Regions from separate parts of the Sus scrofa genome. Here all the other regions are linked to region 1. The links are chromatin contacts, called in public Hi-C maps. All regions are on one chromosome and are shown on one strand. The core of a region is the stretch at or near the end of the contact, and the rest is flanking DNA. Distances in the headings are between cores, read along the strand shown.

Region 1 (4,630 bases), core at 885-3,384:
CGATACCAAAAACCTCAGACACCAGATGTGTGCGCAGAAGGTGAGTGATGGTCTGGTGGACGTGGAAGTCACTGGAGCGGACCCAGATTTTGGCCAGAAGCCAGTCATACTTTGCATCCGAAGGGAGGAAAATAGGGTTCTCATCTCCTGGGACCTGGTTGAGCTGATGCATTGGAGAAAGAAAACACATCGCAGTATTTTGTGGGAGAGACTGACCTCTCAGGAAATTCCAGGAGAATCCACATGTCTTAAACAGTGACCTTTGAATCACAAGAGGATTGTGGGGGAGGGCAGCGGCCCAGCATTGGTATTTCCTATCCCAGCTGCATCAGCTGTGGAACCCTGGACAGCTTAGCCTTTCTGAGCTCTGAGTTCACCATCTGTAATAAGGGGACAGTGTTTCCTTACCTCACAGTTATAGGGGGATTGAATGAAACGGCACGAAGGTGTCAGCAAGGAGGCCATGTGTGAAGGGGGTGCTGAGGCAGGTCCTCCATCTGATCCTGGTCTCTGCCCCTCCTTGCTGCTTCCACCCAATTCTCTGCTGCTGCTTTTGGGTCTCCCAACTTTGCCTTCCTCTGCTCTCCCCCAAAATGCTGCTGTTCCCCAGGCTCTGTCTTGGTGCTCCCGAATTCCCTTCTTGCCCTTGGTTAGCTCCTCCTGTTCCTAGGACTCTGGGGTTGGCATGACGCAGTGTCCCAGGTCACTGTCCTCCAGCCCAGACCTGCAGCCAGGTGCCTCCATAGTAGAGGCTGGCTTGTCCTCCCCTTTCCCAGTTCAACTCTACACTGAGGCCAAGGTGATTTTTCTTTCTAAAATGCAAATCATGTCAGGTCAATCCCTTCTTTAAAAACCAGTCACCTCTTAATGCCAGAAAATAGGTGCCCAAACTCCGTAATCTGTCCTCTGATGTACCTCATGTTTGACCCTCCCTGGCCACCAGTCCCTGGTCCCTAGCTTTGCCCATGACAACAGCCTCTTGCATTCCTGGGGCTCTCCCCCAGCGCCCCACACAGCCTCGCAACCTCACAGCATCGTGTCCTTCTCTGAAAGATGCGATGACTGAGAAGAAGCTCTGGGAGTTCAGCACTTGTGGGTGCTGCCAGGCGGCTCGCTTCTGGGGCCGCCAGTGCCAGGAAGGGCTGGCCCACTCGCAAGAAGCACCGTGGGGGTAAAAAGCGCCCCAGCCAGCACGGGCTCGAGGGGGGCCGCAGAGCAGCAGCGCAGCCCTCGCGCTCTCGGCTTCGGATCTCACCGGGGCGCGGCGGACGCCGGCTGGTGGCCGGACCCGGAGCTGCCAAATGCGGTCGCCAGGGGCCCTCGCTGTGCGCGCTGCTGAGCAGCGCGCCCCCCAGTGTTCACCTGGAGCAGAGAGACCCGGGAGGCTCTTACCTGGACGCTTCTCATTATTTACATGTTAATATGCTAGTAAACTCAAGCACAGTTTTACGAGGCGGAGGACGGGGCGGGGGGGGGGGGCGGGGAATCTGTCTCAGGAAGGTCCCATAGGGTCCTGCTCAGTTACAGCCACCGTAATAGAAGTAAAAAGATACAGGTGAACTTTATGTTAATAACGTAGTTGTAATCTACCCAATATCTCATTTCAACATGGAAATAAAAAAATTATTAATGGGATATTTGACATTCTTTTTTTCTCATTCTGTCTTCAAAATTCGGACGTGTACTTTGCACTCACAGAGACCTTGGTTGGGACTAACCACATTTCAAGGTCTCCAGAGCCATGGGTGGCCCCAGCTCCCACACTGGACAGAGTGGCTCTGGTCAGACCGCTCCTGCCTGCTCGAGCTTACCCAGGACAGAGCAGCGCATGGAGAAGAGCGAAGTCTGACCTACGCAATATTCTTGTTTGTTTACGAATGCAATTGGCTGTCAATCTTTAAATATCAATCATTTCTCATAAAAATTTGGATTAACAGGTTTTCTCGTAAAATTATAAAGTTCTGTGAGCACTGAAACCACTCCAGCCCGTTTTAAAGTCTCACTGTCCCCGCCCCTCCCAACGGCCCTCCCCTAGTGCCCATCCCCCAAGCCCTTCCCCCATTGCTGCCCCTCCTACTGTCCCGCCCCGCCCGTGTCATTCCCCTCTTATTGTCCCGCCCTTCCTCTTTCTGTTTCCACCATGCACAGCTCCGCCCCTCCCAGTGTTTGCTCTTTGCTGTTTTGCTCCGACAGCCTGGCCCCACCCACACTGCTTGCGCAGCAGGTGGGACGCCTACTATGCTCTGGTGCGTGCTTCACGGAGGAGGAGACCTGCTGCTGCCTGCTAGGGGCTGTACTTGTGCTATCTCAGTCCTAACTATGGCCCGGCAAAGCAGGTATTCCTTGCCATTCCCTTTTCACATTGGGGAGAAATTGAGGCTCAGAGTGGTTTAGACCAACAGAACAGTATTGAGAGGCCAGAAATAAACCCTATTTGTGGTCAATTTTTTTTTTTTTTCCTCTTTTTTGGCTGCCCCGGGGCATATGGAGTTACTGGGACAGGGATCAGATCCAAGCCACGGTTTCGGTCTACATGGCAGTTGCGGCAACACCGCATCTTGAACCCACTGTGCCATGCCGGGGATCCAACCTGCGTTCCAGAGCTCCAGAGCTCCTCAGACGCCATTGCGCCACAGTCGGAACACCAGAAAGCCCTAGATTCTCTCCACCCAGGAAATCCCCCCTACCCCTGGCTGCGGAGGGTGGAGCCGCCCTGCAAGAGAACAGGGTTGGGCAGCCTACCTGGATGGCGATGGGAACAATCTTATTGGCCAGATTCTTGTACAGCAAGCAGACCGGCGCGGCCAGGAACTGCAGAGTGCAGGGGTCTGTTTTATTGGCATCAATGCCATCCAGCAGCTCAAAGTCCACGATGAAAATGTTCCCTTGCTGCAGGAGGCAGGAAGAAATAGGTCCAAATCGGTTTCAGCCAGAGATGGACGACCCAAGATTCAGGCCCAGAGGGAGGGACGGACCGCTCTGCAGGCCCTGGAGTTCAGAACTTAGCGTTCTCTATCCTCTGACTCAACAGCTGATGGATATCAGTTTCCAAAGTTGGTGGTGGTGGTGGGGTTCAGTAAGGTGAACGAACGGAAGTGGCCACTTTCGCAAGTGCTGAACCTGCTGTCTGCCTGACCCTCATGAAAGATGTTGAAAGACTACCCAGAATGATAGTGTAAGAAGAAAGAACACAGAGTTTAGATGAAATAGATAAGCAGGTTTGAAGGTAGGAAGTTCTGCAGGGGTGGGGCCTACAGGGGCAGGTGTCCACAGGGTCAGGAGGGGGTCTTCAGGGCCAAGGGAGGTCTTTAGAGGTGGATCTTCAGGGGTGAGGGATGTTTACAAGGGCAAGAGGGAACCTGCAGGGGTTGGGGGGCTACTGTCAGAGTGGTGTGTTCTGTGTCTTGGTCTGAGGCTGGTGGCATGACAAAGTCACTTGGTATAAATTCACTGAATTTACTGCCACTCCTGATCCTGATTTGTGCCCTTTTCTATAAATATACTTCAACATAAACTAGAAACGTGCCTGGGATTTGGGGGAGGTAGAAAGCAGCCTTTCCCAGTCTACACTTGAGTCCCTTGATGGAGCCTAACCTGAGCGTCATGAGGGCTCCTTTCACAGGGCTGGGTCTGCTCAGGCCACAGCTGAAAGAGTTCATGGAGGGGACAAGAGGTGCTTCTTCTAAAGCCTTTTGTGTTTTTTTTGTTTTTTTTGTTGTTGTTGTTGTTGCTATTTCTTGGGCCGCTCCTGCGGCATATAGAGGTTCCCAGGCTAGGGGTCGAATCGGAGCTGTAGCCACCGGCCTACGCCAGAGGCACAGCAACGCGGGATCCGAGCGGCATCTGCAACCTACACCACAGTTCACGGCAACGCCGGATCGTTAACCCACTGAGCAAGGGCAGGGACCGAACCCACAACCTCATGGTTCCTAGTCGGATTCGTTAACCACTGCGCCACGACGGGAACTCCCCTTTTGTGTTTTAAGCAAGTAATGGAGGCAGGGGTTTCAGTCAGGCTGGGGAAGCAGATCCTGGGCTACAATGTGGTAGAGGCATGTCAGCAGGTCCTCAAGTGAGTTGGGTGTTCACGATTCCACCTACAGAGGGCGCGCTGTGGCCATTGTCACCGGGCTTCAGGAACCTTGGCTGAGGGGGACCAAACACCAGAGAGGCCTAAAGCCTGGCCACCATCTTCCTCTTTTTCAGACTGGAGGACCCTGGCAGTTGTCTGACACCAGCCTGAGCAGGTGTCTCAGCAGTCTGTCCGAGGCATATGGGACAAGGTCTGGGGAAGGAGAGGATGGTGCCCTTGGCCAGCCAGGGCAGAGGGAGGGTGTAAAACATCTCTCACGATGCCTGGCTCACAGCAGGCCCCTCATTCGAGAGAGCTCTTTTAATTATGATATCGATATTGAAAATATGGATATTATGCTCTCTGAACTGAGCATCATGGAAAAATATTACTCTCAATTCCTCTACCTGCGTTGGACGAGACAGTTTTCCTAAATGCTCAGGAAAAGGAAGAGACCACTGAGGGCAGCCAAATCTCGCTGTCAGCTAGGCAGATGAGCAGATGAGCCTGGAGATAGCAGCCTAGGGACCAGCGAGCATTGGCTGGTCGGAAGTGGTT
Region 2 (4,630 bases), core at 1,304-3,803, 220 kb before region 1:
TTGCAGAAGAACTTGCTGATCTTTGCCCTAAGGCATTCATTTCCCTTCCTTGAGCTTTGCATTATTTTGTGAAAGAGGCAGAATGAACCAGGTAATGGTAGGGAGAATTGCCGAGGACGTAAATGTCAGCTTCTAGAGCAGCACTGTTCCGTGGAACTCTGCCTTGGTGGAATGTTCTATAGCTATTGTCCATTGTGGATGGCGGATCCCTCTTTTAGTCTGTTTTCCTGTGCTGTGCCATTAGTATTCAATCTGTAACCATGGCACAATCTTGTAAGCTGAACCAGGTGGCTTTGCCCATTATGAAGACACTAACTTCTTCCTTGAGTACTTTTAAGGTTGAATTGGGAATTTCTCATACTCAGAGATTTTTAAATAGCTCTCACAGATCAGCTGTTTGCCCTGCTCTGCTGTGAGAATGACCCAATTGCCTATTCCATTTGTCTCTTTTATTCATCTTCCTTCTGTTCCTTGGTTACTTGTGTATAGCTTCCTGCTCTGAGTCTGAGCCCAGTGTGGGATGAGACTCAGCATTTGTTAAACATGTTTTTCTTTTGGATGGAGCAAATCTGCTGATCCATCGTTAGGATTGATTCCAGGGAATTCAGGAGACAATAGTGTTAGAAAATGTGCAAATTGCTATTTTGAGGGGCTTGAAAGGGGGAAGGAACTGAACACTCACTGGTCTGATGGTAGACCATTCACTTTTTTTTTGTCTTTTGTACTTTTAGGGCTGCACCCGCAGCATATGGAGGTTCCCAGGCTAGGGGTCTAATTGGAGCTGTTGCTCCCTGCCCACGCCAGAGCCACAGCAACACCAGATCCGAGACACATCTGTGACCTACACCACAGCTCACAGCAATGCCGGATTCTTAACCCACTGAGCGAAGCCAGGGATCAAACCCGAACCCTCATGGTTCTAGTTGAATTCGTTTCCACTGTGCCGTGACAAGAACTCCGACCATTCACTTTTTATGTTATTCAGTTTCTATTAGCAGATAGGAATTTCACAGATAACGCTAAAATCTGGAAGGAGAGTGGAATAGTGGAATAAGTTTGGATTTTTGTAATGAGACCTAGATTTAAATCTGGTTCTCCTACTTAGAGTGTAGGCAAATTGTTTTACCTTTCTTAGTTTTTATTTCCTCCTTTGTCAAGTAGGGGTTTTAGTAAAATCCCTTGCAGGATTATGAAGAGAATATGCAGAGATCCTTGTTAACTATCTGGCATTTGAAAAGTGGCACATGATGATGATGAGAATGAATGATTTGGACCAAGGTAACAGAGCTACCCAAGGTTTTAAGCTCATCTCCTTGACTCCAAAGCTCATCCTCTTAGTTTTCCCTGAGAGGGGAGGCAGGTTTAGAAATTAAGGCTTTAATTCAGTAAGATTCCTTCATCACAGGCACTGTTTTTGAGCTTAGTATACAATGATAATAGTCATATCTCTGTTCTCAGGGGACTCCATCTATTCAGTATTACAGTTTAAGAAGGAACCAGTGATGAGAGAGCCTGAAGTTGAGTGAAAACCCAGGGTCTCATAAGCCCCAGATTATGCTCAATAGTTAGTTGAATTGTGGAGATAAAATTGGTAGGTGGAATCTCTGAGGAGAGTCAGAAAAGGATAGAACGATGGATATAAGGTACTGGGGTTCATTCTAGATTGGTTCCTTGAAGTCACAAAAATGAGTAAAACTGCAGTGACAGGGAGATTCCTGTTCATGGTCAGATGAGTAATCCACCTAGTAAAATTGTAGGACAACAGAGTTGGAAAATCCTTAAGGTTTGGATTTAGAATACCCATGGGAAATGAAGAGAAAGAGAAGCAGCGAGGCTCCTTATCAGGCTGGAAGGTTTGTGTTATGTGTTTGTTACACCCAAGTTGAACAGCTTGGAAACTGGAGCCAAAAAAACCAAACAAACCCAAAAAACAACCCCCCCCCAAAAAAAAAACCCCAAACAGGTGGCTGGGCATACCTGACGCTGGGATTTAACAGCCTGAGGTACCCACTCAATTTCAAATGGATGAGGAATAAATGAGTAAGACCTAGAGCTTGTTTGCTCTCGCTCTTCTTTCAACCAGGCATGGCAACGGCCTCATATTTCAGATGAGGTAGGCGAGGCCACAAACGTTAGGGGACAGTGAAGCGCAGGAAGGGTGCTCTGTTTAAAGCTGGCCGGCCCGGACTGCACCAGAAGTGCACTGGCTCTGAAAAGACCATCGACTGGGACTATCCCCCAGCACGTCAAGCACCTCCAGTCGAGCGCCTTAGGTTGGTCGCAGGGAAGAAAGTACTGTCCACACCTCCTCCGGCCAGAGGCCAACTCCACCGTTCCCAGAAGCCGGGGCTACCGTTCTCCAGCCCGCCCGCTCCGGCCCTAGTTAGGTGGCCACTGCTGGTAATAAAGGATTAACATCCGGGCCTCTCCTAACCGACAACCACCACCGAACCCCGAGGGAGCCCCGGCTCCCGAGCAACCGCCGGCGTCGGGCAGCAGGGCCCCGCCCCCGCCCCTGCTGATTGGAGGGTGACGTAAGCGCCAGCGAGCGATTGGTACGTGGTGTCACAAAGAGGCGGGGGCGCGGCTGCGAAGCGTTGCTGGTGTGTGCCCGCCGCGGCATAGCTCGCGGGGGCCGCACCTCTCTATGGGCTTGCGGGCTGGCGAGTGAGTGGACGAGAGCAGGTGAGGGCAAGCGGGCGGGATGGGGAGGGCCGCGCTGTCGTCGCCAGCCTCCAGGCCGTGCCCCCTCCGCCGCGGCTGCCCGAGAGCTGCGCGGCGGGTCTCCTTCAGCCTCCACTTTCGATCCCTCAACGAGCGCGACGCGGGGTGCCCCGCCCCGCCCGGCAGGTGCTGCTCTCCAAGTCGCTGCTTCTGACGTGAAGCCTGAGCGCTGCCCTCCAGATCAGGCCCTTGCGTCTGGGTAGCTGGAGTTTATCCTGGAGGAGCACGGGCTGCGCAGGTGACTCCGTCCTCTACAAGTGTCTGTACATTGAAGGCTCGAGGAGGCGTTGGCTCCGAAGGATTTCCCAGGCCCAGTAGAAAATTGATTTCACAGTTTAGGGTATAGATGCATGATGTAGTGGATATAGTTCTGAAACTTGTACTTAAAACTTAGGGATATTTCCAGACATTAATAAAAAACAGTTCATTAAAAGATAGTGTTTTTAAGGGCTGCATAACATGCTATAACTCTATGTTGGGGGGAGAGTTTATAAGAACTCCTCGTATATGGCTAATATTCTTTAGGATGGAGGATAAAGCTGATTCCAAGTTATTGAAATTACTGATTCAGCACTATTATTGCGTTACCTGCCTTTAACTTCCCTTTCATCTTTGGTGGTTGTGTTTTAAGAACTTTTTCAGAAGAGATAAGAGAAATGTTTGGGGAATTGATTTAGAAATGTATTTGATGGCATTACTTTTAGTGTTTTTTTTTTTTTAATTATTGGTAAAAATTCTGCAGGCACTTTTTTCTCTGCCTTCTCCCTTTTCTCTTCCTCTTCTAGTTTTTCGCTGTCCTTCTATCATTTCCCATCCTGTTTTTGAGTCTTCATTGCCCCTTGTTTTTCAACATCATAGAGTTCCATAATGTGCTCAGTCAAGACTGATCACACACAGCTTTCAGAAGTTGTCCATGGACCCCATTTTTAATACTGGCTAGGTCTTTGATCTGATGGAACTTCCATTTGCTTCTCTGCCATCATCTAGTCCTCTAGTATGGGTTAATCAAAATTCAAATCTTTATTTTTGTCCTCTGTTACAGTAATTTCTCCTGCTGAGAGGTATAATTATTTCCTAGAGGCATTCATTTCAGTTTTGCTTCTTTTTGGATATTGGAAATTACTCAATTAATTAGGGCCCAAATTTATGGTGAATGTTACATTGCAATTGGTGCTGTGCTATTTTTTCTTTTAGCCCATGATTACTTTATCCATTCTCATTACTGATGAAGGACTTGCAAATCTGTCTTTATGTTACCTTCTGCCACTACTTGTTTATAATGTTCAGGGTATTGCTATGGAAAAGTACTGAGGTAAAAGAAGTGCTACTTATAACTTCTGTCTCTAAATTCCTTGGGCAGAACTGATCACCCAGGCCTTTATTTCTGTAACGTTCACTTCAGCATTCCTGACCCCAGACCTCTTACTACGGGAATTGGAATCCACATAGATCTTTTACTGTGTGGATTGGAATGCTGCTGCCTTTAAGGGATTCCAGACATTGATAATTCTGTAATACATTCTTATTTACTATAGCATGATAAGTATGTTCTTAAAAATCCACATGTTATCCAAAACCATATTATAAAATCAGTCATTTCAGTATGATTGAAAAAGGAGTTAAGGGTTAACTTCATACAGTCATTATTCCTACAGGTATTTCAATGTATTAAAGATATAAGGGTAGTTCCTTTGTGGAGCAGAGGGTTAAGGATCTGGCTCTGTCACTGTAGTGGCTTGGGTTGCTGCTGTGGCATGGGTTTGATCCCTGGCCTGGGACTTTCATATGTGTGGGCACAGCCAAAAAAAAAAGATCTAAGAAACAAACCCTGAGCAATACAGCACTTATTTGTCTTTCACTTAAAAGTACGGTTTTTACCACTATCACTAGAAAAACTGTTAGCACA
Region 3 (4,630 bases), core at 1,342-3,841, 230 kb after region 1:
CTTAGGTTTTCCAAACCGCATGGTGAAAAGCCAAATGTATTCTTAGGAAAGTCAACTCTCTTCTTCTGAACAAATGTTTCACTTCCTAGAGCTACACAGCTCAGAACTGTCTGTGTAAAAGAAAAAATAAAAACAAATTGCAGATGATTTGTTAATTATTCAACTTTAATACATCTAACGTATCAAAATTTCATCCATTTTTAAGTTAAAATGTATTTCATACATATGAAAACAAAGACAATTCTGGGGAAAAATATTTACAAAATAATTCTAATAATTTTAGAGTTTAAACTTAATAAATATCACCAAATTTACCTTTGGAGTTTTTGTCTGTTGGGACAGAATAAAAATAAAGTGATACTACAAAATAAAAATTTTTATTGGGCAATAAAAAATGAGTATATAATTCTCTAGCATTAAAAAGTAGAGACAGTATCTTAATGAAATAAAATAGAGCCAACCAAATGAAATAAAATTAATGAAGCCAAATAAATAAATAAAAGAAGGCCAACCAAAATTTGGGTAATAGATTATCATTATGTTTTAATATTTATTCCCATGTTAGACTTATACTCACTTACTAGTGACTAATTAAGGTGTCCAAAGTAGAAAGAAATGACAAATCATGCTTTGTTAAATATTTCTCTTTATTCTTATTTGTTTAGCCATTCTACTTTCACTATAGAGAAACAACTTAGTCCTAACTCTGCAGCATAAACTGTCCTGAATGTAGGAACTATTCTATAAAGAATGGATGAGAAAACATATATATATTTAATATATACTGGATGAGGAAAACATTAGTGAAGAGATGTTTCATTATTATTTCTTCTAGATTACAATGATCCAAGAAAGAGGACAGTTCTTTGAAAATGTGAACCAAAGAATTTTTTTTTCCTGGAGAAAGAAAAATTTCAAAAAAACTTTTACCTTGATAGTATTATGAGGACAGAATAAAAGGTGATATGCAGAACACAAGAAAAGGAGAAGAAATAAGTTTATATGTAAAACTAGGATGGGATTTAAAAAATTCCCAAATGCTGCAAAAAATTTAAAATTTCAAATAATTAATTTCATTTACTAACATAAGGTTATTTAAAATAATGGCCATAAACAAAACAAACACAAACTCCAAACAGGTGACAATGTAGGAGAACCTAGGACTGCAAAGGTAATACAATTATTGGAATTACTTTCCACATTTTGTGCCAGAAAGTAGACTGTAAAATGGGAATAATTACCCAGGGTCTCTGCATACAAGCTTATAAAGCAAATAATTGAAAACAAAAATTACATCACTGTTATTGCCTTTCCTTCACCTTACTGTAAAATTGAGACTCCAGGCCTGACAGCGCTAAGACTTTAACTGGATATTTAACAATTATATCTGCAGTAATTAAGGCAGGTATTAGAACAAACTGCCTACTACACAAAAATACAGAGAGAACAGTACTCATTTCTTAACTTTAGTAAATATTTATAGGACATCTATGACAAAGAGATATCTGTTAGGTACATGATATTGGTATTCGAAAACAGCTATAATGATAAGTACATACTGAAAAAAACACATTGATTTTTAAATACTATATAAATCAGTTCCGGTCGGAAACTCAGAGACTAACACATCTGGAACACTGCAGATGAGGAAATCACACTAACAGATAGCTGTGTGCCAGTCACTATTATCTTTTTTTTCTGGCCTGGCCCCGGCCATGCGGAAGTTCCTGGGCCAGGAATCAAACCTAGCCACAGCGGTGACAAAGCCGAAACCGTAATCGCTAAGCCACCAGGGAATTCCCTATGCCATCTTACTTAATTCACGGAGTAGGTTTATGGTATTATCTTCGTTGTACTGCTAAGGAAAGGCAGGCATACTCTGGCCAGGTTCCCACACCCTAGCAGCTTGAGCCCAGAGCTTGTACTTTTAGCAGCAGAATGACCTGCAGTCTTAATTCCCAACGTGAAGTCCAGCCCTCTGACCGGTCTTCAGTGTAATTCCATAGTAGATGCGGGTATTACGGTGAATATCAGTACACGGGCTGTTAGCCAAGCGAACACGCCTAACTGCAATGTGCTTGCTTTCTAGTACATAAAATGGGGATGACCATAAAACCCCTACATTATCAGGGCGTTGTAAGTTTAAGTGAGTCAATATCTGCAAGGCTCTCACAAAAGCCTTGTGCTACCCAAGCGTTTGTTCAAAGTTTAATCCTGACAGGCGCCTGATGGATGGCGTAAGGACTACGGCCAGGAGCCCGGGCCTGTCCTCCTCCCGCCAATCGCCGGGGCTACAGTTAAGGCCTCCAACTACCGCCTCTCCAAGGCCGGGCCCGCCCCACTCCCTCCGCCCCGCGGGCCGCGCGGAGCCCTTGCGGCATCCCGGGAGCGGAGGCCAAAGCCGCGCTCGCCACACCGTTGGCGGGTGAGCGCCGCCCTGCCGCGCCCAGCTTGCGCCTCTGGTGCCTCGGAGCACCTGCCCGCGCACCCCAGGGCCACTCACCGCGCCTGCCGTCCGCGGCCCTCGCTCGCCCGCCCGGCGTCCCTCGCGCCACCGGAAGTGCGAGCGCGCCGTTTGTCTGTGCCTCGCGGTCGCTCTAGGAACTTGGCGGATCGACCCTCTATGGTGCCTGGCCCACCGGAAAAAAGAAACCCTTTTCTTTTTGCCATTTTGTTTTCCCCTCGGAAGGCGTCCTGTGGCCCTCAGGACCGCAAGACTTGTGGTCTTCTCCCTTTGTGATGGAGGAGCGACCCACAGGGTGGGGGAGTGGCAGCCCGTGTGGTCAAGGTTTTGAAAGGCAACACCAGCCGGTCTGACCCCGAGGCTCCATTCTTTCGACAAATGTGGAGCACTTATTAATTACATAGAGGTACTTCTGGAGAGCCTAAACTATTTCTGATATTTTTCATGAGCCAATTATTTAATTCTTACCAAAAAAACCCCTACAAGATAGGAACGAGAGTACTCATTTTACAGTTAGGGAGGCCAAGGCTTAGAGTAGAAATCGCCTCACGTTCACACTATGTAAGTTGATGGCCAAAGATCTGTACCCGTCTTTTTGGCTCCAGAGTCTCATGATTTTCAACACACTGCCTTGTTTCTCTTTAGTAATGATGTCTCCTGATTCTGTTCTGTTACAGCCAACCACCTCTACCAACCTGTGCAAGTTCACCTGATCTGTGTCCTCCTTCCACCTGCAGAACTCCAAATCTAATGGCTTCAGATACCATCTGTATATGCTGAAGACTCCCAAACTGGTAACTCCAGTCAAACCTTGGGATGCAAATACTGTTGAACTCTAGACTTATATATCGAGTTGATTACTCGGTGTCTTTTGCATGTGTGATGAACATCCAAACCTAACAAAGCCCCAGATGAACTTCTGATATTCACCTAACCTGTTCATTCAACAGTCTTCAACCCAGCAGTTGATGGTGACTCCATCTTTTCAGTTACTCAAGTCAAAAATATTGATGTCATTGTTTCTCTTTTCACCCCAAATCCAAATCCAAGCCATCTGTAATTCTGTTGGTACTGTCTTCCAAATATATCCAGAATAGAGCCACTTTCAGCATCTCCACTGCTATAACCTCCACCAAGCTCCTGTTATGACCTGTCTGGATTGTTGCATTGGCTTTCTCACTGGTCTCTCTATGTCTACTCACAGCCCCAGAGTGATCCTCCTAAAACTCAAGTCAAATCTTGTCATTCATTTTGTTCAAAATCTTCCAAAGGCTTCCCATGTTATTAGAGCAAAGCCCATGCCCTCACAGGGGTACACAAAGCCATCTCTTGTTCCTTGTTGTATCAGTGCTCAGAAGGTAGCAGGCACTCACAAGTATCTGTTGAATGAATGAATTTGTAAGATGCTCATTATTTAGGAAGTGCTTTTACATCTATTTTCTGGTCATTCATCTTTACTAGAGTTTCATGAAGCACGGAGGACCTTCATATCTGCCTTACAGTAAAATGAGGCTGAGGGAAACTTGCCTGAAGTAACACAGAGAGTTGATGGCAGAGGTCGGACTAGATTAGAGGTTCAGCTCTCAGCTAGAGCTTTCTGCTCTGCAGATGGCAAAGCATTGAAACTGACTAAGGCCCAGACAAGGCATGTCAATTCAATAATCTAGATGATAGCTGGACTGTTGTAAAAATTAAAATAGATAATGCCAGGCACTTCACACAATGCCTAACATATAATAAATAAGAGGCATTGTTATTTTATTATTAAATTATTATTACGAGTGGTTGATGCTGGTGGCTGGAGGAGGGAGTGTAGGGGAGAATGGCCAAAGACAGTTTAGGAAGAGTTTCTAAAACAAAAATTACCTGCTGGGACTGTTCACTCTATGTACATTAAAGTAATAAGAAAAACTTATTTTACTAGTTTATAAAATTTATTTATTTTATTAGTAAGAGAGTCACTAATTAAATCTAACTTCATGTTCCCATAAAGGTGGATTATCCTTTCTACCTGCACCTGAAAACAACTGGGCCAGCTGCAGAAGGCCCAGAGATGTGTAGATTAGAGAGGTGCAGAATTGGATAAAGTAAGGTGAACTTTAAAAAGGAAGAAATAAAAGTTGGGAAATAAAGGGCTGTAGGTAGCCAAGAGTTGGCAGAATTGGG
Region 4 (4,630 bases), core at 1,115-3,614, 210 kb after region 1:
GATTAAAAATGGACAAGAGATCTGAAAATACCACACTGAAGATCTTCAGACAGCAAATAGGAATGTGAAAAGATGTTCAACACTATTTGCTATTACTGAATGAAAATTAACAAAACAATGAGTTATCTCAATATATCTTTTAAAAGGACTAAACCATAAATTGACAGTACTAATCACTGGTGAGGATGCAGAATAACAGGAACTATCATGCAGGGAACGGAAAAGGATAGAGCCCTTTGGAAGACAATTTGGCAGTGTTTTATAAAGTTCACAGTATTACCATAAAATTCAACAATTGCACTCCTGGGTGTTTAATGATTTATTTATTTTTTTGCTTTTCAGGGCCTCACCTGGGGCATGTGGAGCTTCCCAGGCTAGGGGTCGAATCAGAGCTACAGCTGCCGACCTATGCCACAGCCACAGCCATGCCAGATCTGAGCCGTTTCTGTGATCTACACCACAGTTCACCGAACGCCAGATCCTTAACCCACTAAGCGGGGCCAGGGATTGAACCCGCAACCTCATGGTTCCTAGTCAGATTCGTTTCTGCTGCGCCACAACGGGAACTCCATGCATTCCTGAGTGTTTAATGATTTGAAATCTATAACCACACACAAGCCAGCACATAAAGCTGTTTATAGCAGCTTTATTCAATATTGCCAAAATAAAAGCAACCAAGATGTCCTCACATACACGAATGTATAAACAAACTGTGGTACAGCCATTCAGTGCACTACTCAAGAATAAAAAGTGAGCTATCAAGCCATGAAAATACATGGATAAATCTTAAGTGCATATTACTTAGTTAAAGAAACTCATCTGAAAAGGCTACATATTGTATGATTCCTAATTTATGCCATTCTAAATAAGACAAAGCTATAAATATTATAAATAGATCAGTGATTGCAAGGAGTTCAGGGGACAAATGGGAGGAATTAGTTTACTAAGTAAAGCTCAGAGGATTTCTTAGCATGGAAAAACCATTTTGTATGATATGGTAAGGGCAGGTACATGACATGCATATGTCAATCCAATAGAACTTTAGAGCATAAAGAATAAATGTTGATATAGGCAAGTTAAAAATCACTAGGAGGTCAGGGTATCCCAGAATAGGATGGAGAATACGACTAAAGAACTAACTATATACAATGTATGTAGAAACTTCACTGAAGGGAAAAAGTTGCTGACCTAAGAAATTTTGATATGAATGAAATATGTGATACTAAAAGCTAAAGAAACTACACAGTGGTATACTCTAGTTGATAAAGTTATTTCCCACAGAGGAAGGGTTAACAATTTTGAAAGTATTACATATATACAATGATAGATTGGGAGACTGGAAGAAAATATTTATATCATACTTAAGAGATAAAGGTTAGTATCCTTAGTATGCAGATCACTCCTAAGAGAAAGACAATCCAACAGAAAAATCAACAAAAAATATAAAGGGGTAGTTCTCAGAAGAGGGAATGTGCATGTGAAGTACACTGGTGATCAAAAAAAATGTAAAGTAAAATAATAAATAATAGTGAAATAATATTTTATCATATTGGTGAACACTTAAGAGAATTAAACAGTAAGCTCAAGCAAAGGATATTAGGAAAAGGCCCCACTCCTCAGCTGTGGGTGTGTGAATTGCTACAACCTTAACGGATTTCATGGAATGGAACCTGACAGTACCCAGTGACATTTAGAACATGATGCAACAATCACACCTAGGATATCATTGTACAGAACTTAAAGCCCAGTGCATGAGAACCTACGTGCAAAGATTTGTATCCTGGACAGACTCCACACTAGTAAGTTGTTGATCATGATGTGTACTTCTTGCGGCCATTGTAGGGATGAAAGCTTATAGAAATAGGAAATGTATTTTTTAAATTAGTTATGAATATTAAAACACATAGCAATGCAGAAACACTGTGAGATTTCCAAAACAGGACCTCAGCTTTCCTACTCCAATTCCTCACACATCATCCTTTGCACTTGCTGTTTCTCACAGCACAGCACTCAGCAGAAGCAGCAAGGGAAATGGCAGAGACAAATACGATAGTCTAGGAGAGAAGCCTGTGCTTCCTCAGACCAGAATAGAGACACCCTGAGGACTACCTCCTGGAACTCTGGCTCAGTAGTCTGTTGACGTTTCTCTTGAGTATTAATTACTTTTAGAAAGTGTGGGTAAGGGCAAAAAGAAGCTCTGGATGTTGGAGGCAGAGACTGAACCCTGGCCATGTCTTCAGGGATCCTGGGGTCTGGTCATTATTTGCCTGTCTCTGCGGACTTTGTTATCTCACAGAAGCAGGTCTCCGAGTGAGTGCTTCCAGGGAGCTTTGAGGCTCTGGGCAAGTTTTCAGGGGCCACTTCTGGCCATAGATAACTCTAGGAGACTTTGTTAAACGTTCCCTAGTAGATCAGAGACAGATGAGTTCCAAGGGAATTATTATAACTAAGAGAAAAGTCTACAGGCTGGAGTGAGTGCATGCAAGGAGAATTGGAGGCCCCAGGAGACTGCTTGCTTGGGGACTCATATGCCTTTGTACTAATGATGCAAAAGCCTGGTCCACAGGATTAGAATTCTCATTGTTGATTAACTGGAGATGAGTGGTGCTTAAAGGGATTTCCTCTTCAACCCTCACCTAACATTTATTTCTCTTAGCCCACTTCCCATCTCTCTCCACCACCTCTCTGGCTACTAAGAAGTCATGACCCTTTAAAAAGAATAAAAGATAGAGAAAATGTCCTGACGTTAGTGTGATGAGGTGAGGTAAATAGAACTCAACTGAAGTTAATTTTATGAGATCCTATGTCTGTATAGAGAAAGATGCAGTGAACGTGGATTAGGACAACAAGGACACCTCTCTACCACTTGTCATGTGTGTATCACAAGTGACTTAGCTTCTAAAACTCTCTCGTGTGAAGTGGCTTGAAACCACAGAGAAGCCCAACATATATTTATTCCCTTTATCTTTGAAATAAAGGCTGTGCTTTTGAAAGCTGGTATGGGCTTTATCATCTGGCTAAGGTTTCCAAATAAAATTTTTATAGTTTAATAGAACAGAAAAGTAGACTCCAAACAAACTCTAGATATTTAGTGAATTTATAGTAAATATAGCTTGACAAAAAGTGTTAGTGTTTGATGTATTTACAAAGATGGTTACTCAGTTCACAACACAGCACAAAATAAATTCTAGTTGAATTAAAGAGATAAATATGAACAATGAAACCACAGAAAAATGTGACTATTTAACTTATCTCTTCTTAAAAAAAATAAATTTTATTAGAGTGTAGTTGACTTACAAAGTTGTGTCAGTTTCAGGTGTACAATAAAGCAAACCAGTTGTACCTATACATACATCCATTCCTTTTCAGATTATTTTTCCATATAGGTTATTACACAGTAACTTATCTCTTCATGGCAAATAACTTAAGCACAAAGTGAAGAAGGAGAAGTAAATAGTGAGATAATAGGTTTAACTATACAAAAATTTTAACCTCTGTATATGAAAACTATGTGAGACTATATAAAGACTAATATGAAAGAATTAATATTATTAACATATAAAAAGATCATCCAAGTCCATAAGTAAAATATAAGTAGTAAAAAAAAAAATATGGTCAAAGATAACAAAGGAAGAATTTCAAGTGATAATATACATGTGAAAAATCCAACTCATTCTAAATCATTTAAAAGAGCATTGCAGCACTGTTCACAATAGCCAAGACATGGAGAAAACCTAAATGTACATCAACAGATGAATGGATTAGGAAGATGTGGTATATATACACAATGGAATACTACTCGGCCATAAAAAAAGAACAAAATAATGCCATTTGCAGCCACATGGATGGAACTAGAGACTCTCATCCTGAGTGAAGTAAGTCCGAAAAAGAAAGACAAATACCATATGATATTACTTATGTCTAGAATCTAATATATGGCACAAAGGAAGCTTTCCTCAGAAAAGAAAATCATGGACTTGGAGAACAGACTTGTGGTTGCCAAGGAGGAAGGGGAGGGAGTAGGAGGGACTGGGAGCTTGGGTAAATAGATGCAGAATGTTGCCTTTGGTATGGATCAGCAATGGTATCCTGCTGTGTAGCACTGGGAACTATGTCTAGTCACTTATGATAGAACACGTAATATGAGAAAAAAGAATGTATACATGTATGTGTAACTGGGTCACCATGATGTATAGTAGAAAAAAAATATAAAAATGATTAAAAATTTTTTAAAAATTAAAAAATAAAGAGCAAGATCCAGATGTTTTCTATGCAATGGCAAAGTTTCAGTCGTGCATTATTATTCAGTACTGGTCAGGGTGCAGACAAATGGGCTCTCTAATGCACTGCTTTGAAGTTGGGGGCACAACTTGCTGCTAGAGAAATAGAGAACTGTGGCGCACCTCGCTTCTAAGAAGGGGAAAGAAGGGGATTGGGACACACTTGCTCAGTTTTTCCTTCAAAATTCACCAATAACAGGTCATCCCCAGCCCACACCTCTGTGGGAAAGGAGTGAATGAGGTTGGAAGGAAGCAAATGTGTTACAACTGCAGAACTTTGTATTAATCAGGGTGATTGATTTTAAAATGACACACACTCAACCAAAAGATAGCTTATGAGAAAAAAATTA
Region 5 (4,630 bases), core at 1,420-3,919, 140 kb before region 1:
ATGAACAATTGGAAAAGAAATTCCACATGCATCAAGCAGAAAGTCTACCAAGCTTTTGTACTTGCCAGCTCACGCCCAATGTTCACTTACCCACAGATGATCCCTCCAGGGAATGAGGATTTTCTCTCTACAGTTGTCACTCTCTTTGAAATCGATCTTTCCTCATCACTGAACCATTTCTATTATCCTATACATATTTAAACAGAAACCTTAATGCCCACATCTCTTGCCTGCTGTTGTCCTATGCCCCTGTTCCTCTTCATGGCAAAAAAGAAATACACCGACTTGCTGTCCCCATTTATTATCTCTAAAATCAGGCTTGTTACCCCACCACGTGGTCATGTTCTCAAGCTCTCGATGATCTCCAAATTGCCAAATCCAAACGTCAATTCTCATTTTATTCAACTTCTCAGTACCTATGACGAACTTAGGCCTTTCCTTCTCCCTGAAACATTTTCTTCACTTAGCCTTTAGGACTCCTGTGTTTTGTTTCTCCTCTTACTTCTGGCTGCTCCTAAGTTTCCTCTACTGAGCTTCTAATCTCTCAAGTGCCACATGACCAGCCTCTGGATCTCTCTCCTTTTTTATCCCACCAGCAATTATGCAATTCATCTCCCAGGTCAGTGACATTCAAACTGTAGGCTACACCATTATACAGTCAAAAAAAAAAAAAAAAATGAACTAGGAGCAGAAGTTTTTTTTTTTTTTTTTTTGCTATTTCTTTGGGCCGCTCCTGCGGCATATGGAGGTTCCCAGGCTAGGGGTCCAATCGGAGCTGTAGCCACCGGCCTACGCCAGAGCCACAGCAACGCGGGATCCGAGCCGCGTCTGCAACCTACACCACAGCTCACGGCAACGCCGGATCGTTAACCCACTGAGCAAGGGCAGGGACCGAACCCGCAACCTCATGGTTCCTAGTCGGATTCGTTAACCACTGCAGAAGTTTTTAAAAATGGAACAGAATAAGGTAGAAGAGAAAGGGAAAATTTGCTTCTTGAAACTTTTAATTATATACATATACTTATTTGGTCAGTATGGAAAACATATTTTGTATCCTGGGTTGATGTCAGAAAGTATGAATGAAAGTTATATTCTGTGTGATCTCATTCAATCCTGTGGCTTTAATCCACTGACCAATTTATATCTTTGTATGTTCCCTTGGAATTCCAGTGTATTCTATCCAGTTGCTTATTGTACTGTGTTGGGCACTTCAAAGTGTTATGCAAGCATTATTTCATTTCCTCTTCAAAACTGTTCAGTAGATATTATAGATGGTGGAGAAAGAGGCTCAGAAGTGTTAAGTAAATTGTCTATACAATAATGAGTGAGACAGGGCTCATCCTAGCATTGCTTCTGAGTACAGCCTAACTTATGATCCCTCTGGATTTACAAAAGGTTCTTGGCCACTTCCTATAGAATGGCAGTATTCCACGTCCATAGATCAACCATCTATTTTGCTTCCCAGACATGCTTCCTAGGCATAAAAGTGTACCAATGGAAGATACCGTTCCTGCCTTCATGAACTATCTGTTCCCAGAGGCAGTAAGAAAAGGTCAAACAGGCCTTATAACCTATTTTCCATAGAAAAGATGAATATGCACAAGATTCAGCACTATATTTTGTACTCTTTGCAGGGCTGCATTCTAGGTGTGTTCAAGAAATGAAAATGATGTTTGACCTTGTCCTATTGACCTTGAGGATTTTTTTTCTTGGCTGTTACCTGCAGCAGCTTGATGTGGGATCTCTGGCTGCAAGGGTAAAAGTGCAACATCCCAATCACTAGACCACCAGGGAACTCTCCTGGAGGATATTTTGAGTCCACTGTTTTGACCTTGTCAATTTGTTTACAAATAGGTAAGTATGCAAAGTGATCACAATTGTATGGAGGAACATGCTTATGAAATAGATCACACCTGGACAACAGAACAATTCTGGAATATTTGAAGGTATTTGCTCACAATTCATTCACGAATTTAGTAAAAAATAATACAAACTACTCATCTTTTACGCAGTTCATGATGAATATTATGGGAGAAATTGTCGGTAAAGTTCGATCTAGGAAAACTGGACTTGGTAGAAATAGTTGCTACAAACAAAGTGAGAGCCATAATCAGGAATGTTTGATGTGGACAAAAGCTGAATGCCAAATCAAATATTTATTTAGATATGTTTGTATTTACACATACAAAGGCTAATCATGAAAATTAAAATATAGTTTAAAGTAAAAATTGTAAGTTTCATAAGCTTTCCTCACACGCTTTCTTTGATGGGGGCTGGGAGAGGTAGGCTGTGGACCTTCACTCTATCTTAGCAGACGCAAACAAATGTGTTCTTAAGGCTCTCCCTTCCTCTGCAAGCTTTGAAAAAGGAAGTATTTTCCATTTTTTTCTCCAAGTTCAACAAGATAAGCCAGACCGAATTCCCTCCCCCTTCCAAAACACGAATAATAACAGGCAGTCCGGCTCAGGGGTCACTAAAGGACGAGGCCAGGGTGGCGGGAGTCGTTCCTCCTCCTTCAGGTTGGTCAGGGCGACAAGGTTGTCACCTTCGCACCGTAGACTGCGAAGCCGGAGCACAGAGGGAGCCAGCCGCTGCTATCAGCGCCGCCCCTGGAGCGCCATCGTCGCCGAGCAACGCCTCCGCCCTCCCCGGGCCGAGCTCGTGACGTATGCATCACGTGACGGGCCAGTCGGCGTCCTCCCGCGGAGGGGTGTAAACAGGCGTCGCGGTGGCCCAGCTGCAGCCTTGCTGCGTCCGCATCTCCCGCATGCTTCAGGCGGGCGGGGGCGACCCCGCAGCGAGCTCAAAGCCCACCTGAGGTAACTCCTGCGGCCTCCAGTTCTGCTTTCCCGGTGCGGCGCGCTGCAATCGCTGCCCGCCGCTAAGGAGGCCGGCCGAGCCCCCGGCCACGGCAGGGGGTGTGGCTGCCGGCTGTGCCTTCTGCGACAGGTGGGCCCATCAGGGCAGCTGCCCAGACCCGGGCTCCGCACTGCCTTCCGCGGCAGAAAAGCGATAGCGACCCCGGGCCGTGGGTTCTTCCGCCCCGGCTCTCTAAGGTTGCCCTTGGGCCAGGCCGAGCCGGAGCCGCAGGAGCCCTCGGGCGCTGAGGGCCGGGAGCTGCCAGCGTGGAATCCCAGTTGAAGTCCTGCACCGGAGGGGCTGTGAGATCTTGGGCTAGTCAGCCCTCCCCTCGGCCTGAGTTTCCACATTTGAAAAATGAAAGTCTGGACTAGGTGATTTGTGAGGACCTTCCCCTTCTGACGTGTGTGATCTTGAGAGAGACTTGCATACATGGGAAGCTGCCAGAGCGAAAGCATAGGTAGATATTTTGACTTTTTAATTGCTCAGTTTCTGTCTGTCTTTCAGTGTTTCCGCTGACACGATTGGGATTCTTGTTCATTGGGGTGAAGTTGTTAATGGAAAACTTAGAGAAAGTCATAATGGTTTATGTTATTGTCCCTCCCCCCACCCGCCCCCAAGGCTTTAAACAATACAACGGAACCTTCTTGCCAAAACCTTAATTAGAAGCCCAAATCTGTCAAAAAGATAAAACCAAAACCTGTATCTGCCTGTCTTCCTCACCCCTTCTCCGCTCGTACTTACCCCTGAGGGACCCCAGAGATCACAGGTTGGAAAGTGCTGTTAACTAGTGAATGTTTTGTGTATTTGTTAATTTGATGGGATCCGGGAGATGAATCCTTTGTGTATGTGAAGTTTTCTATAATTTTTCCGTTATTATTTTTCTATCCGTCTGACTGTATGTCATGTAGTATATTAAGCATATATACTGGAATAAGGCCCCAGAATTTCCTAGAGAGACCTTACTCTTTCCCTCTTTTCTTGCATCCTAGTCCCAGGGAAGTAAGTTTATTTTGCCGAAGTGAGACCTCATGACTGCTGGTTTGGCGGCTCAGGCACAGAATGGGAATGGAAGACTTTTTGCAAGACTTTTATTTGAGACTAACTGAATCCATTAGGGCGCTTCCTCTGAAAGTTAGGAAAGATGGGAAAGTATATGAACTAAAATCGTTAGAGTCATGGACTAATGTGAACATATTACAGATTTTGAAACCCTGGAGCAAGAGTATTTTTGGATTGTGAGAGATCTAGGTTTGGTAGAAAAAGAGTTTCATGTAGTGAGTGAACATAAGCAGAAGCTGAGGTGGTGGTGAGTAGGCGAAAAGATTATCAGGAGAATTTTTTTTTTTTAAGAGAAATACATAATTTCCTAATTTGTTGTTTTTAAAAACTAGAGTAGATACGTTTACTGAAAACTCACAGTTTGATATTAAAAGAGGGGAACTGTACTCTGACAGCTTGTCTGCTTGGTGCTTCTGTGAGGGGTGTGAAAATCAGAGGTGGAGGGACCAGGAGTGGAACCCAAGGTGAACCTAGTGGAATATGTTTTCTCTTTTCAAAGCAACCCACTTCCTTGATCTTTGGTTTAGGTTTAGACAAGTCACTTCCCTTCTTTGGGTCTCAGTTTCTGCTACAAAGTGAGGAAATTGGATTGATTTTGGCTTCCCGTAGGGTTGCCAGATAAAATACAGAACATTCAGTTAAATCTGAATTTTAGTAAACAGTGAATGCATTTTTTTTAGTATAAGTATTGCATAGGGCACGCTTTACT

The links. Hi-C and Micro-C count contacts between places; a contact is called where the count stands out from the background.
Region 2: a contact with region 1 is called in a Hi-C map of liver, with 4 times the contacts expected there. The contact joins the promoter of ZFAND4 here to the enhancer-like site in region 1. A contact is called at or near these places in 1 of 5 promoter capture datasets (liver), 13 of 47 Hi-C or Micro-C datasets (embryonic fibroblasts, epiblast stem cells, fetal heart ventricle and 6 more) and 1 of 2 datasets of contacts at active chromatin or transcription factors (skeletal muscle).
Region 3: a Hi-C map of omental adipose tissue shows a contact between it and region 1, with 1.9 times the contacts expected there. The contact joins the promoter of ZNF22 here to the enhancer-like site in region 1. A contact is called at or near these places in 22 of 47 Hi-C or Micro-C datasets (adipocytes, alveolar macrophages, blood and 13 more) and 2 of 2 datasets of contacts at active chromatin or transcription factors (alveolar macrophages and skeletal muscle).
Region 4: a contact with region 1 is called in a Hi-C map of fetal liver, with 1.8 times the contacts expected there. The contact joins two enhancer-like sites. A contact is called at or near these places in 11 of 47 Hi-C or Micro-C datasets (adipocytes, brain, embryonic fibroblasts and 8 more) and 2 of 2 datasets of contacts at active chromatin or transcription factors (alveolar macrophages and skeletal muscle).
Region 5: a Hi-C map of liver shows a contact between it and region 1, with 4 times the contacts expected there. The contact joins the promoter of MARCH8 here to the enhancer-like site in region 1. A contact is called at or near these places in 1 of 5 promoter capture datasets (liver), 10 of 47 Hi-C or Micro-C datasets (alveolar macrophages, embryonic fibroblasts, fetal heart ventricle and 4 more) and 2 of 2 datasets of contacts at active chromatin or transcription factors (alveolar macrophages and skeletal muscle).

What each region holds. Positions count from the first base shown.
Region 1 is chr14:90,865,052-90,869,681 of Sscrofa11.1, forward strand. It overlaps ALOX5 (arachidonate 5-lipoxygenase), which reads right to left. Exons shown (of 15, transcript XM_021072736.1): 7 at 2,743-2,889; 8 at 1-163. Among named protein-coding and RNA genes, the nearest start is that of ALOX5, 40 kb to the right of the region's middle. Within about 2 kb of position 2,135, at least 62 of the 83 cell types and tissues checked have an H3K27ac peak or open chromatin away from gene starts, as enhancers often do. A contact at or near this core is called in alveolar macrophages, epiblast stem cells, fetal liver and 6 more, where this site is marked.
Region 2 is chr14:90,640,983-90,645,612 of Sscrofa11.1, forward strand. ZFAND4 (zinc finger AN1-type containing 4) reads left to right here and starts at 2,554. Exons shown (of 10, transcript NM_001302672.1): 1 at 2,554-2,685.
Region 3 is chr14:91,094,297-91,098,926 of Sscrofa11.1, forward strand. It overlaps ZNF22 (zinc finger protein 22), which reads right to left and starts at 2,592. Exons shown (of 2, transcript XM_003483520.4): 1 at 2,504-2,592; 2 at 1-110. The coding sequence starts at 21.
Region 4 is chr14:91,070,072-91,074,701 of Sscrofa11.1, forward strand. No RefSeq gene overlaps it. Among named protein-coding and RNA genes, the nearest start is that of ZNF22, 25 kb to the right of the region's middle. Within about 2 kb of position 2,365, at least 1 of the 83 cell types and tissues checked has an H3K27ac peak or open chromatin away from gene starts, as enhancers often do. A contact at or near this core is called in fetal liver, where this site is marked.
Region 5 is chr14:90,722,881-90,727,510 of Sscrofa11.1, forward strand. It overlaps MARCH8 (E3 ubiquitin-protein ligase MARCH8), which reads left to right and starts at 2,670. Exons shown (of 7, transcript XM_005671227.3): 1 at 2,670-3,319.